2 separate regions of the Rattus norvegicus genome follow, and region 2 is linked to region 1. Evidence: chromatin contacts called from public Hi-C data. All regions are on one chromosome and are shown on one strand. Each heading gives the region's core, a stretch centred on a gene start, on an enhancer-like site or on the middle of the called end of the contact. The rest is flanking DNA. Distances are from core to core; before and after follow the strand shown.

Region 1 (3,567 bases), core at 408-2,907:
TGAGGGTGCTTTAAAGAAGCGCTAATTAAAAACTCTCTTAAACTTGCATGTTTTCAGTGTGGACCAGGGAACGAGGAGGTTTGAAGCAAGACAGCTGTGAGGTTTGCCTAGCAGCTGGATGCTCCCTGGATTAGCTGGCTCCCTCTTTTCTAGTGGTGGATAACCACTTAAAGGAACAGACCTGACTGGGGAAAGGCACACCTATGTGTAGTTATAGGGACACGCTTTAAAGATTGGGCACAGTTTTCTACACCACCAGCTTTGCTCTCAAAAAGACACACCGCCCAGTTTTAATACTTGCAGAGTTTTAGGAAAATGTAGGGGATTTTTGGGGTGGGGGTGGGGGGTTGCATCCATTCCGTTCTTCTGTGGACTAGGCTAAGATTCTGGGTATCTCTCCCCGAGAGATCACCATGAGAGGTTTAGTAATCACAGAGAGCAGCTGGGTAGAAAAAGGAACTCAGATGCAGAGAAGTGACTCTCGATGGCTTGTAAAACCCTGATGTCTTTCTTTACGCATAGCTCCTGAGATGACTGGCCCTCCTGTGTTCTGTGACTTTGTGTCCATTTCAGTGACCTGTGCTCTGTTGGAAGTCCAGATCCATCCGAATCTTCCTTTCTGTTCGCTTTTGGGTTACCATTCCGTTGGAGGTATCACATGACTCCTAATGACGCTGTATCTCCAGAAACCGGACTCGGCGTAGCTGAGCAATGTTTTTTAAAGCTGCATGTATCGGATGTGTTGTTGCTGCCACTGAGAACGGTGACTATTATTGATGGATCTGTGGCACACTGAGAGACAAAGTTCACCAGCATAAATATGGCCAGTCAGAAAGTTGGCAGACAATGGCAGTTGTCTGCTCACTAAAGGATCCAGTTGAGCTTGTGTAGGCTCTGGGCTCCCAGGAGCACACGAACTTCACACGATCTCTTGGATAATGTTTTAAAAGTGCTTTTCTAGGACTTTATTTTTCTGTATGATCCATATAGTTCTAATGCTATAAATATATTTCTTTAATTCTCTTTTCCTTTCATAAGAAAATCTTTATAATTCTGACAAATAGTGACTATGCTATTTTGTTTTGTAATCCTCATATTAAGCAGTTGGTTTGCTTCTAAATCCTGCTGGTGTGACTAATGCCGGGAAGCCGTATAACATCTTCATGTCAACAGCTCTTTCCCCGACCCTGGACTTGATTTTTTTTCTTGGACGCAGGGCAGGCAAAAGCCTCAAATGTGATGCTGTGGTTACAGAAGGTGTAAACATTTTCCAAGCTCCTAAAAGCTGTTACGGAACTGTGTGCTTGGTCTTTTCATCTCTAAAACAAGTTTTTAATAATACGAAATGTGTATTCAATACAAGTTGGTCCCTGCTGTAGCTGGTATTGTCTTATTGCACCTTTGTCTTCTTGGAGGAGATGGCTATCGTAATACAATCTCGATCACTAGACTGCTCTGTGTGCTTTTTATTTTCTCTCCATATTTGCAAAATGTTTTCAGTTCTTGGTTTTTATTCCTTCTGAGTGCCAACAGCTCTCCTCTTATGACAGCGATCTTACTTTTCTCGGTTTTCTTCTCTTCTGTTAATCAAGAAAACTAGAGTATGTGCGAAAGGAAGTAGCATTGTCTATTCAAGATGACGTGAAACTCTTCCCTCTAGTGGCCGTGCCCTAAACTTGCAAGCCAGCAAACAGCACCCAGCTTCACATGTGAAGGGATGGGCACCCAATGGTTTGAAAACTCTCCTGATGCATCAGATGACTACCTCTATGTCCGTCAAGACAGCCTTCCTCTTCTCTACCAAGGAATTAGTTTATATCTCCGCTTCCAAAAACACCAATTTCAATAAATGTTCTGGAGACAACACTCTCAAAAATTGCTTTCCTGCAAACCACCCTGCCGGCAGAACTACCACTACCTACTGATGTATATCCAGAGACTTCAGAAAACAATAGACCACTAAATCTTAGATCATAGTGGGTAAAGCATCTTTAAATGAAATATCCCCTCTTTTCAAAAATGATACCATATAAATGATACCATATACAATTTAGTTACGATCTAAAAATATTTATTTATCATTATGATGTGAGGGATACAAGTTCACATGATGATCATGGGAACACACACGAGATATTTGTATGTTTTTAATGGTTTAGTGTGTAGAATGATGTGTGATGTGTTCATTGGCTTATTTCTGTTAATTTTTCTTTGTTACTTTGCTTTAATAAAAAGTAATTTTCAAAATGAGTGAGTAGATGGATAAGGCAAAACAAAAGCCGTATCTAGGAGTGTGCCGCACAGAAGCTGTTGAAGAGAGGGCGGACGGAGTCCATCCAACTGTGTACCTTTTTGCTGTGATGTAGACCGAGGCAGTAACAGGGATGGTGACAGTTTTTTCTGCTTCTACACAGATACCGCCTCATTCAGTGGGTACCAGTGTTTGTTATTGCCTCCAGTTGGGAAAGGGACAATTAGTGATGTGTCTGTCCTTTGAGACTCAGTTCATTAATCCTATTCAGCATGTGTATAGTTGGTCCTAACTTCAAACAGGCAGAATTGCTACCTTCTGGAGAAAGAACCTCTCCATTTTACTACGATTAGCTTCAAAATCGGGCCTAAAACCCGATTAATTTCTTTGAAAGCTTGCTAAATGGACTCTGTGATTTTAATACGTGAGTTCAATTCTATGTCGTAGAGATCATTTTGTGTGTGTGTATATTTATTGCACAGTTCAGAAATCCCAAAATAGCTGAAGAAAACTAATACTCCATTTTAAAATAGTTTGACAGTTATACTTGGTTTTATAAGCATGGGTTTCTTAGCATTGAGTAGACCAGAAAAATCAACAGCCAAAGTATACTTCATGATAGCTGTGCTAAGCAGAGCCTGGCATCTTTGTATGCATCATTGGGTGCATTTTTACAATATCTCATTTTACAGAATGAAAAATAAAATGTATAGGAATTGAGTCAACATCACAGCCAGTGGCTGCATGAGTATCCACATCACCTGATTCACAGATTGTGTCTTATACCCGACGTGAATTAGGAGCATGGATTGACCATCGGCCACGGGGCATTCCTCAAACACACCAAGGCTGGGGAGAAGGAAGGCTCCCTGGTGTGGGGTGCTTGCTTGAGGAGGAGCTTAGTTTGCATATTCAGAGCCCTGCACTGCACTTAATGACATGTAATCCCAACACTCCTGGAGCACAAGAGGAGGAGGAGACAAAGAAAGCCCTGGAAGCCCAGAGCTAGCTTACACAACAGCTTACGAGGTGGGCGGCAAGGCCAGTGCCTGAGGTCTTTGACCTCCACACATATACTGTGTCGAGCACATGGTCCTGAAGACATGAATGACCCTCTACCCCACTCGCTAGCACTCGATTCCACTCAACTCTGAGAAGCCCCAGAGAAAACCAACTTACTCAACTCCGTTCTCCAGAGTCACTTGGCCCCAGTCTCCTTTTGAACAATACTTATTTTGACCATTGCATGAAAATAGATTCGATTTAGCAGAGAGCTAGAGTTAAATGTTGATACACACACACACACACACACACAC
Region 2 (3,567 bases), core at 387-2,886, 290 kb before region 1:
TGAGCCAGCTACCTTTAAAACCTCCTTCCCTTCCTTCCTTCCTCCCCTCTTTCTTTCCTTCCTTCCTTCCTTCCTTCCTTCCTTCCTTCCTTCCTTCCTTCCTTCCTTTCCCCCAACAAAGACACTACCAAGAACTCATTTCTCTTGACACCTCTGTCAGCTCACCACATCTAAGGGACATCTGTCAAAAACATGTGGATGCCATATTGCCACAGAGTGAAAAAACACAAAACCAAATAAAAGAAACCTCTTTCGAGTACATGCTTTCCCAGGGACGGATCTGTAGCTCATTTCAGTGTATTCTAGTTAAGTTTCGACAGGCATTGTCTGCTGTAGTCAGCCAGAGCTCTGGAGAAGCAACTCGCATGCGGACCAGAAGGACATGTCTACGGATTCAGCCTTTTTCCTTTTGTGGGCCTAGAGTTTGGTGGTACACAAAGCTGACCCCTCAGTGCTTTATTTGATGTATCAGATTCTCAGGACAAATGTTCACTTGCCATTAGGAATTTGGAAATTCCAACAGCACCCAAACTGCACAGTTTAAGTCAGGTAATTTATGTGATGTGGTTGCTGAAGTGTTTCAGTTAGCCCAGCTTTAAAAAACAGATGAGTTGGTGGTTGTGAGGAAACCAGAAACAACTACAAGTGTGTGTGTGTGTGTGTGTGTGTGTGTGTGTGTGTGTGTGTGTTGTGTATTAAACTAAGAACTTTTTCTCGAGTTCTCTGTGCTTTTGCTCTCTGGATAAGACAAATTATCCCACTCTCCTTGGGGGCACCCTCTGACTTTAATATACCTTCGCCTGGGGTCTGCAGAGGTGAGGCCATTAGGGTGGTGTAATCAGAGGTGGCTTATCTACAAACAGTCCCAGTGTTCTGCACATGAAAGGCAACAAGTGCCCTTTAAAGGACAGGGCAGCCCAGAGCAAACCGCCCAGACCTCCAACAACAGGCAGATTTCCAACCCCAGCTGCCATCGTGGTGTGAGGAGGGGTACACAGAAGTCGGTTCTTCACAGTAGCCTACGCACACCCAGGGTGCGGAATTAGAAAAGACCAACTTCACCAGGAGGCTTTGGAGCAAGCGCCCTGGGTGTGGATGCTCTTGAAAGCTCTTGCCTGCCTGTGGAGAAAAAGACATCCCCTGGGCGAACTTCTAGGCTCCCCTTTCCTAAAAATCCGAGTCAAAGCTCAATCGTCGTGTCTGGTGTCCACCCCCCTCCCCCAGCGCTCTTCTCCCAGGAAAGCGCCTCACACTGGGCGCCCGGGCAGGTAGGTGCCAGGCCCCGCTGCTGTGTTTCGCCGGCGCTGCGCGACACCCCTGTTCCTCCCAGTCGGTTCCCCGGGTGGCAACCCTGCCCCTAGTCTCAGCCCTGGTTCTCAGAAGGAAAGGCTTGCACCGACCTTAGAGCTCCTCGGACGCAGACAGCGCCAGGTCCGCGCCGGAGCCAGACGGAGCCTGAGCTGGAGTTCGAGGGTGGCGCGCGACCAGGGCTGCAGCCCAGTCTCGGCTGGAGGAAACTTCCCAGGACGGCCCGGCTTCTCTAGAGGAGATCTCGCTCAGCCTGCAAGCTCCTGCGATGGTCCGTTGGATCAGAGAGAGGCTCCCCACCTCTTTAGACACAGCTGCCAGACCAGAGGGGATGGGTGTGGGCGCGAGGCTCCCAAGGAAAAGCAAACTCTGGAGGAACACGCCTCCCGCGATCCTCCTTAGGCTCCAGACTCCCAGACCTTCTCTACTCTGGGACCGAACTGCAGGAGCGCTATCCCGCCTGCCCTCCAGGGAGCAGCCACCAAGCTGCGATGCTGCTGCCCCCGCCAGGCCCTGAAGGGCAGGGATCTTTAACTATTTCCTTCCTGAGATGAAGCTGGGGGTTAGTCTAGGATGGGTAGGTTTGAAAAGTATAGAATAACAGACCAGACACAAGGTTGTGTAGAGTTTTAGGAAGAAATTCAAGACACTTGAGCAGTGAGTACGGGAGAGTTTGATGAGCAGGGGAAGCCAGGGAACAAGGGCTATGTCTCCTTTGTCCCCTATCAACTTTGCTTAGCTTGTTAGTACTCTTCACTTTAGAGGAAATTAAAGAATCCAGGTGGACAGGTCTTTAGCTCAAGTGTGCCCTGCAGGATAACAAAGCCTTAACCCAAGGCACACAGGGGAGCTGGGGGGTCTGTGGAAAGTTCTAGGTTGTGCTCCAAGAAATAATCATGTCCGAAAGTTGAAATGACAATGGGGATACCTTTCAGAAGAGAGTGTCTTTATCACGGACTGTGTTAAGTTTGTATGATAAGATGGGGGAGTGGGAGGAGAGATAAGGGCCCAACACCAGGGCTCCTGGGGAAGGAGGCTTGACTGTATGGATGCCCAAGAGGCTCATTGTTTCCCCACAGTATCTACAGTGGAATTGAACCTGTTTGTTCTTGGGACATCTCGGAGAAGAGGGAGATAGGACTTATCTTCCCTAGGGATGGGTTTTAGCAATAGCTCCCGCACAGTGTGGTGGCCAGATTCCAAGAACAAAAATCCCAAAAGAGAGGAAATAGAAAATGCCACCTACTTAAGGCTTGGTCCAGATAGTGAGACAGAGGAGCTTCTGCTCAATTCTGTTAGCCACTGATCCCTGATTAAAGGGGGAGGGCACAGAGACGCCACTGTCAGGGGCCTTTTTGTAAAACTGTCACAGCAATCAGCAGAACACCCCAGTGGAAAGGATTTTAATATTCTCCTAGTACTGTTGGGGCAGGCATTACCCTGTCCACTAATCTGGTGCTTATTCAGAGTTTCTCCAGGAAGGACCCACAATAATCGTCTCAGTCTGCTCCGAAGGGGTTAGCTTTTGTGGCGACAGCTTGGCCACATTATTTTCCAGGAAGGAAAGTTACTGCCTCCTTCCAGAAGACTGATCATAACTTGGTTTGTGAAATGTACGGGGTCTCAGGCCCTGCTCCCTGGTGACATACAGTGCACCGTCTGTATAACTGAGCATGTCTGTCAGCCTCATCTTCTTTACACCCCTAGGTTCCCCCACCTCTTGCTGATCCCACTGTCATGTGGACTAAGCACTAAACGTTTCTCTTTCATACTCCTTAGGACGTTCACTATTTAAACATAAATGAAGCTAGAAAATAAGCTAAGATAACAAGAGGCAAGCTCCTGTCTACTGTGGGCAACAGCAGTGGGAGGCCAGCGATGCTCCCCAAATAATTACGCCCAAAATTACCAAGGGGCCACTCCTGCATAGGTCTATAAAATGGGCAGACAAGGTTGGTGTTATAGCCAGAGAGAGGCTGTGCTCTTTCTAAGGTTGGGCCCAAGAGACAGATCAGCAGGAAGGTGCATGCTTGGTTAACATCAAGTTACTTCAGGCGAGTGTTTGTATTAAATATATATAGAGAGAAAGGATTCCAGCAAACTGGCCTATTTGGGAAATGTGTTTATTTATGTGAGTGTGTGGGGGTGAAAGGCGACCTTGGGAAGTTGGGTGGAAGGCTCAAGTGCAAATGACTTCACCCACTGAGCTATCTTATGAGCCCATGATATTTAACTGATTCCCCAAAAGGTCAGATAACA

The links. Hi-C and Micro-C count contacts between places; a contact is called where the count stands out from the background.
Region 2: a contact with region 1 is called in a Hi-C map of the Rat2 cell line, with 4 times the contacts expected there. The contact joins the promoter of Ednra here to the enhancer-like site in region 1.

What each region holds. Positions count from the first base shown.
Region 1 is chr19:46,850,376-46,853,942 of GRCr8, reverse strand. No RefSeq gene overlaps it. Among named protein-coding and RNA genes, the nearest start is that of Ttc29, 200 kb to the right of the region's middle. Within about 2 kb of position 1,657, at least 3 of the 93 cell types and tissues checked have an H3K27ac peak or open chromatin away from gene starts, as enhancers often do.
Region 2 is chr19:47,135,993-47,139,559 of GRCr8, reverse strand. Ednra (endothelin receptor type A) reads right to left here and starts at 1,636. Exons shown (of 8, transcript NM_012550.2): 1 at 1,401-1,636.